2 separate regions of the Mus musculus genome follow, and region 2 is linked to region 1. A link is a contact called in public Micro-C data. All regions are on one chromosome and are shown on one strand. The core of a region is the stretch at or near the end of the contact, and the rest is flanking DNA. Distances in the headings are between cores, read along the strand shown.

Region 1 (4,163 bases), core at 248-2,747:
GCTTGCCATCTCCTTAGCTTCACCATCCTCAGCTGGCTTACTGTTGTCTTAGTTAGGGCTTCTATTCCTGCACAAACATCATGACCAAGAAGCAAGTTGGGGAGGAAGGGGTTTATTCGGCTTACACTTCCATACTGCTGTTCATCACCAAGGAAGTCAGGACTGGAACTCAAGCAGGTCAGAAAGCAGGAGCTGATGCTGAGGCCATAGAGGGATGTTCTTTACTGGCTTGCTTCCCCTGGCTTGCTCAGCCTGCTCTCTTATAGAACCTGAGACTACCAGCCCAGAGATGGTCCCACCCACAAGTGGCCTTTCCACCTTGATCACTAATTGAGAAAATGCCTTACAGTTGGATCTCATGGAGGCATTTCCTCAACTGAAGCTCCTTTCTCTGTGATAACTCCAGCTGTGTCAAGTTGACACAAAACTAGCCAGTACAACTGTGAAGCCTTCCTGGGAGCCTGGTGTGTCTTACTTGCTCACTTGCAGAGCACAAGCAACTTTGCACTCTTGACTGGCTCCTGAGAGCCCATTCCTAGTGAAACCAAACCTTATAACTTCATTTCAAGCCCCCTGTAATCTGAATGTTCTCTTCACACTTTCAATAGTTCAACACTGTTGTCTGTGACCCCTAAACCAACTCTAAGCCATTCCTTTTCTCAATGCCACATTTCCTCATAATCTATCTTTCAAGACTCATATCAGGATTATTGAAGTATTTTCTTTTTTTTTTTTTTCTTTGACATTAGTGATTTAGGGTCACTCTTTTTTTGACTTTTAAGGATTGTAATTCTGTTCTATATTTTAGCTTTTAAATATGCAAAAATATGAGTAGTGATTTTTGGGTATACTATGTATTGTCTCTCTAATGAAAAACAAGTTCTGGTAAGACTTGGGCTAATGCTTTTTGTTTGTTTGTTTGTTTGTTTGTTTGTTTGTAATGCTGGCATGACTTCAGGTTGAATTGAATTGAAAAGGAGTGAAGTCATACCCTGTGCTTGGTTACTATATAACACAGTTTTTACATAGCTGGTATATACTTCCCACTTTGAAAGATTTCCTTAAATAAAGAAGGTCCAGTGACAGGCCCAACATGGGGATCCAGCTCAAGGGGAGGTCCCAAGGCCTGACACTATTACTGAGGCCATGGAGCACTCACAAAAAGGGACCTAGCATGACCGCCCTTCAAAAGACTCAACAAGCAGCTGAAATCAGATGCTGTTATTTGCACCCAACCAATGGACAGAAGCAGCTGACCCCTGTTGTTAAATTAGGGAAGCTGAAAGAAGCTGAGGAGAAGGGGGATTCTGTAGGAGGACCAGCAGTCTCAATTAATCTGGACCCACGAGATCTTTCAAACATTGGATCACCAAACAGAGAGCATACACCAGCTGGTATGAGGCCCTCAACACACACACAGCAGAGGACTGCCAGCTCTGTGTTCCGTCAAAGAAGATGCACCTAACCCTCAAGAGACTGTGTGGCCCCAGGGAATTTAGAGGTCAGGTGGTGTGGGGGGTGGGGGCATCCATGTGGAGATGGGGTGGGGTGAGGAGGAGGTGTGGAATGTGGAGCAGTTGGATGGTGGATGGGGCGGGGCTGGGCAGGGAATGGAATTTGGAGTGTAAAAAATGAATTACAAATAAAATTAAATTAAAAAAAAGAAAAGTGAAGCTGTTTGTCAGGTGACTCCTGCTTGCTTCCTGGTCCTGTCTGCTTTCCATTCAGCTGCTCTGGGTCTTTTGGTTGGGGAATTGAATTAATTTTTAAAATTATTATTGAAAGGTACATCCTGGTTGCAGTTGTTCTTTCTGTTTATGCTCTTAGTTGTACTTTGTATTCCAGTAATTACAGCTTCATTTGCCTTCTTTCTACAGCCTCTGGGGTATGTTTGTTCCTTTCTTCAGTCTGAAGTATTGCTTCCAGTATTCTCAGCAGGGCTGGTTTCAACACACATTTGTTTAGTACAGTAAATGATTTCCTTAATATGTTGCCACACGTCATTATATTTGCTCATATTCATTCTCTTTGTCTCCTCTTGCCCATCTTATGCTGCCTTCCCAATACTTTTCTCTCCACAGATAATTCCAATTATCTAAAAATATTTTTTAATCTTACTCTGTAATTATACTATTAATTTAGTCATTAAGTATTCCTAATTGAATACAAAGAGAGGCTAATAATAATTACAATTTAAGTGCATGTGGTTACCCATTTCTTATAACTCTAATAAATACCTTTATATTTCATGTAGTTAATATAATTCTATTTTAGATATTAGTAGTAAGAATTGCATCAAAACCACATTTGTTCTGAGGGAAGAGGTGTCTGTGCCTTGTTTATAATCAGATGATAATATCAGCAGTGGATAGTGGTTAATGCAGAAAGTCACAAATGATCAAGGCACCGAGAGTAGGTGCCAGTGAAGTGCTCAGCCACAAATAGGAGATCTGCATCATCTTTCTCTGCAAGGCTGCAGGGACTAACACTGGGTCAGAGAACAGAGAAAGCAAGCAAGGCCCAGAAGCAACCAGTTCACTGGCGTACCAGCTTGCAGAGATGACCAATTCCAGAATATTGTAAAAAGTAACAGTTCAAAGGGACAGACTCACACACCGAGTTAACTATTTTCACCACCTCCAATTCCATTACCGTATAAGCTGGCAGCAAGCTGCATTTAGGGGAGTGGTGGATACCAAGGGATATGTTAGTGCTCAGAGGATATGTTAGCCAGCCCAGGAGAGCTGATTTTTCCTTTGGGGCTACATATGCGCCATTTGACGCTAGAGGAGTTTGTTAATGGTTCTGCTACTGTTGTCAAGTCATCTTTGGAGGAACAATTTAAGGTACCATCACTCGAGTGATGCCAGATGGGTCAATTTGCTCTTTTATTGGAGAATCAGGCTTCACAGGGCTTGATTTGATGCCTTGCTCTGTGGTCTCCTTTAGGCATATGAAATTATGAGCCAATCACAGAGCACTGATTATATGTAGGACTAATAGTAAAACAAAGCCCAGAGGAAAAAAATCTTTCAGGTGTCCCCCCTCTCGTGTTATCTCATCCTTCTTCTTTGGGGCAGCCAGAGTTTGGGTATCTGAATTACATGGTAGCTTTGTTGTATGCTTTTTCTTATTGTCTTCTGATTCTTCACCGTAGACAATCTGTAGGCTTGTCTGAGGTAGTACATAGATTGAGAGCTGCTAAGTGTCCCTGTCAAAGGACAGTGGGGGCTTCTGGTGAGACAAGGACAGAATTTCCGTTCTTTTGTCTTAGAAAATGCCATGTGATAGGTGGGGTGGGACTGGAGTGCCAGACCACGCCTGACTAGCACTTGGGAGACTGACGCCAAAAGATCACTAGTTCAAGGTCATTCTTCGCTACAGAGCAAGTTTGAAGACAATGTCTGTGACAGGAGGCCCTGTCAGATATATCCATACACCCCAAGTAACCGAAGAAGTGGGATCACACCTCATATAACCAGAGCTGAGATTTATTTTAATATATGAGGCTTATAAAAGCCATGCGGTTATTTCTGACTGAGCTATTTTATCTCCATCCTGTGGAAAACATAGTCTAAAAAGTCTCACAGCATTCTTTTATGCAGATAAATATATCTTTCCTTCTTGTATTCCTTCAAGGTTCCCTGCAGCTTTACTGTATATATATATATATATATATATATATACACATATGTATATATAATATATATATAACTATTATATATAATAATTATATAGTCTATAATTACATAGATTACAGTTGATGGAGAAGGTGTTCTTGCAACTGTACCATCATTTCACTCTTTTCGGTACATAATTTAGTTTCACCTGCACAAGAGAGTGAGGTTCTATTATTCTAGGATTGTCAGAGGATGTTTCTTTGTATCAGACAAGAATAATAAGGGAGAAGCTCAAACAGAGGGTTACTTTTCAGCAGCACACAAGACTGCTGATACCTGTGCAAAGAGCATACGCTCTGAGGAGAGATGGGTCTATTACATGTATTACAACTACACAAGAACACTGCCAGCTGAAGCTGTTCTTGATAATCAGTGGTGATGGCTTAGTTCTTAGTGACTATATTCAAGAAAATGCATGACCAAGACTGCTCTTTACCTGTGACAGACACACAAGGATTGTAAAGCAGGCAGTTGCTTCTGCCA
Region 2 (3,884 bases), core at 892-3,391, 41 kb before region 1:
CATCCAAGTGGGGACTACTGATGTGCTCAGATTTGTGTCCAGAGTAACTAGATGAAACATGCTACTACTCACCGAAGCAAGGACGGTAGCACAATGGAACTGGAAGGTCAGCAAGTTCAGTACCAGCTGTGCCGGCATGAGGTTGCCTCTGGAGCATCGGGTTTGTGGGCACGCAGGAGTCAGTATCCCTGGGCTCCTATGGATTTACTCATCTGTGGGCCAAAAGTATTTCTTAAAATCACATTGGTCTTGACATGCACAGACTTTTCTTATCGCCATCCCCTAGACAATTCTGTGCAATAACAACTTACCTAGCATTTATACTATATTAGGGTTCTATGTAAAGTGGACATAATTTAAAGTGTGAAGGGTGGTATATGTCATAGGCTACACTATGCCATTTTATATAGTTCTCTTGAACATCTGTAGATGTAGGCATCTGCAGGATCTGGGAATCAATCTGCTGAATTCTGTGGTTACAGAAGGATAGCGGTTATGTGACTACGTTGGCTACTCAGCACCCAGCTCCGAGCACTGGAATTCACAATGGCTAGGATGTGCCTTTGCCTGTATTACAAGCATAGGCTGGAGATTTAGACTGAGGAGGCATTGACCTCTTGGGGTAATACGAAAGAAATGGGGATGGATGGGATTCCCCATTGTGGTAAAAGAACTGCTATCCTGCAGACCAAACACAACTGCACACACTTTTAGAATATAAACATATGTATTTTCTAGAAGGATTTTTAGATTCAAACATGATTTCAAAGGAGTTCATAATCCTAACAGAGGACTGCTCTGAGAAGAGGAACCTAAAACTGCTAGCTTTTAAGGAACAGTGAAGTGTCAGGAGAAAGATGGGAGGCAGCCAGAACACCGGAATTGTGTGGAGAGCAGTATGAGGGTCACTGGCCAGAAGGGGGCAAGGAAGGCCCCCAGCATGCAGATCAGGAGGCTGCCTTGACACCCGTGACAGTTTCAGCTGCCCCTGGAGCAGGCCTCAATTATAGTTTGCTAAGAAAACAATTGAGATAAAGACACTGAAGAAGAAGGGAGAGATGCAGGGAAAACCACAGAATAGAAAGCCAGGGTGCAGCCAGAATTGTGCAAAGGGAATTTCTCTTTTATTCAGCATTGGTATGGTTCCAGAGGATAAGTAAACTAAGTCTGAGCTGTGACTGTCTTTCATTAAGCCATGCAGGGAAGATAAAATAGGCATGGATCTGCATCGAAGAATGAACACTTCACTAGTCTCAAATCAACCACTGTGGTAATTTGATCCGTTTTAATTTTAATTACATTTTCCCTTATGACTTGTTTGCAGACCTGGTAGGCAACCAGAGTTGGGAATTGTGGATTATTTTAGTAACAAATGAGCTGGTATGATCAGACGCCAAAATTGTTTCTTAAAAACATATTGCGGTCAGAAAGCGATCGGACTTTTGGAAAATACGTTATCTGCCATTTATCCCTGCTCTTTGCAAACAGGCAGGAGAAATAACGTGAGACGAAAACAGTAGCATTTCTTCAGTTTCTGGGTTCAGAAGAATGGTGCTTTAGAGGGTGACACGCACCATTCCACTACATTCTCGGCACTCTTTAACCTAAGCTGAAACCACAAGATACTTTGAATGCTTCTCTTTGCTACTGGTACAACTTAACTGAAAAGCGGACTCGGGGAATTCAAACGCAATCTCTAAGAGGCGGAGAACGAACCAACGTGTAGCTGGCCGCAAGGTGACTTCTCCCGTCTTAACTGCACGCAAAGAGAGGGCGAGCACCAGGCCCTTCCAAGTTTTCTTTCACCATCCTCCAATCCGGCCCCATTTAAATCTAATTCTTTCTTAATAAAAAACAACGTTCTGTTTGGCTATGTCCCCACGTCCTAAAGAACAGGACCTACTTAGTTCGCATCACTTGTGTCTTCTCTTTCTGGCACCTCCAGGGACGATGCTCCCAATCCTGCCAGGGAGGAACCGGCCTGGGCGCCGCCACCGGGATCCACCGTCTCGGCGAAACCTCGGCTCCTGACTCGCTGCGACAGACGGCGTCGCCGCCGCAACCAAAGCAAGCACAGCGGCTCCCCTAGCAGCCACTTGACAGTTTCAAACTGAGGGCCCTGATGAAAGACAGCCCTAACTATTGGTCCACAGCTTCAGCAATCTTAAACTTGATTGGTCCGTGGTAAGTGGGCGGAGCCCAAGGTATCTCCGCGGGACAAGCCGGAAGTAGGAGATTTACAGGCAAAAGCCGGCCCAGAGTTCCCAGAACAGAGCGCATGCTCGGTGCTGCTCTGTGCCTGAGGACTACTACGGGGCGGCACTGCAGACAAATTTAATTATCTTCGCAAATCTGTGAAAGCTGAGTGCTGTTTATTTTCAACAATGAGGATGACATAGGCATAAAGCCTCGAGATTTCGTTTCATGCACAGATAACAGGCCGCAAGGCCACTGGCCCGGCAGCTGCTCTCTTAAAAACACAAATGTCCGATGCCCTCTATTGATTTCTTTAGTTTTGGGTTAGGGAGTTTAACGAATAATGTAATTATGAGGATGAGGGTATAACAAACTGCCAGCCTAAGTTTTTTGTTTTTTGTTTGCTTGTTTGTTTGTTTTTGACTTGCAACTCCAGGGCATTTCCCTTGGTTTATTCTGTGTGGGGTATTCAAAAATTTAAACATAGATCCTAACTTTGGTGACATCTCAGCTAAAATAAAATACAGAAGGCTAAACAGGGAGAATCCAGTGTAATTCACTTCTAAATCCATAGCAACGTAATTTAATACTGTAAAATTGTTTACTATCACAGACCCAACAGATAATTCCCAAAGTAGCCCTTGGCAGCTACTTTAAACCAACATGACTGAGTCTAACCAGCCTAAGTTTTACTGATGACCTAACTGCTGTAAGCTGCAAACAGAAACTTTTGGTGGAATATCGCGACCTTAAAAGACAGAACACAATTACAACTTAAAACTTGGCTTTAGTAAGTACTCATTAACACCTTCGGTAATGCTACCCACATAATACGGTCTAGGGAGATAAAATGAGTTAATATATTAAAACAGACATTTCGGACCCCAGACTAGAAAAGAATAATCTGTTCGATCCCCCCCACCCCTTTTGTAACCTACATGATGTCACTTTCTTTTTTCTGTATACGGAAGTGGCACAGCTGCAGCCTCACCTACTTCTGTTTGTCAAGAGTTAGACTTTTATTATCTTTTAAAAGTTATGCTCTCTCTCTCTCTCTCTCTCTCTCTCTCTCTCTCTCTCTCTGTGTGTGTGTGTGTGTGTGTGTGTGTGTGTGTGTGTGTGGTGAGGGGAAATAGTCTCTATTTTCACCACGTGTGACCTGACTTGGGGGTTGAACGCAGGTCATAAGGCTTGGTGGTAAGTGCTTTTACCCATTGAGCCATTTCACTGGCTCTTATATTTGAATGATAACGAAGAAGATCACAAAAAATTTTTGTTGGCATTAGCTGTGTTGATTTCCTCCCCTAAGCTTATTTTAAAAGACAAATTACTACCACTAGAAATAATTTTATACTTCGTTCTAATAATTGTTGTTCAGTTGAATACTACATGGTGACCCTGTTGTGTTTTATAAAAGGAGCAGGGGTGGTGGTGGCAGAGGTGGTGGCAGGGGTGGTGGAAGGGAGCATTTCAACGGGCCCTGCCAAGGTGTCCCCCAGAACAACCAACCCATGTGACAGGCCAAGTATAAAAGGGAGTTTATTTGGGACCTGGGGGAGGGGGTAGAGGCAGAGAAAGGGGAACAGAGAGAGGAGAGAGGAAGAGGGGAAGAGGAGAAGAGGAGAGAGGCCAGCTGGGAACATGTGAGAGGGTGGGAGGGAGGGAAGGAAGGAAGGAAGGAAGGAAGG

The links. A called contact is a pair of places that touch in the nucleus more often than the background predicts.
Region 2: a contact with region 1 is called in a Micro-C map of embryonic stem cells, with 2.2 times the contacts expected there. The contact joins the promoter of Poc5 here to the enhancer-like site in region 1. A contact is called at or near these places in 5 of 484 Hi-C or Micro-C datasets (embryonic stem cells, epidermal suprabasal cells, extraembryonic endoderm stem cells and 1 more) and 2 of 115 datasets of contacts at active chromatin or transcription factors (the SCID.adh cell line and embryonic stem cells).

The regions. Positions count from the first base shown.
Region 1 is chr13:96,344,130-96,348,292 of GRCm38.p6, reverse strand. No RefSeq gene overlaps it. Among named protein-coding and RNA genes, the nearest start is that of Poc5, 42 kb to the left of the region's middle. Within about 2 kb of position 1,497, at least 6 of the 459 cell types and tissues checked have an H3K27ac peak or open chromatin away from gene starts, as enhancers often do. A contact at or near this core is called in embryonic stem cells, where this site is marked.
Region 2 is chr13:96,386,551-96,390,434 of GRCm38.p6, reverse strand. It overlaps Poc5 (POC5 centriolar protein), which reads right to left and starts at 2,141. Exons shown (of 13, transcript NM_026173.3): 1 at 1,904-2,141; 2 at 73-212.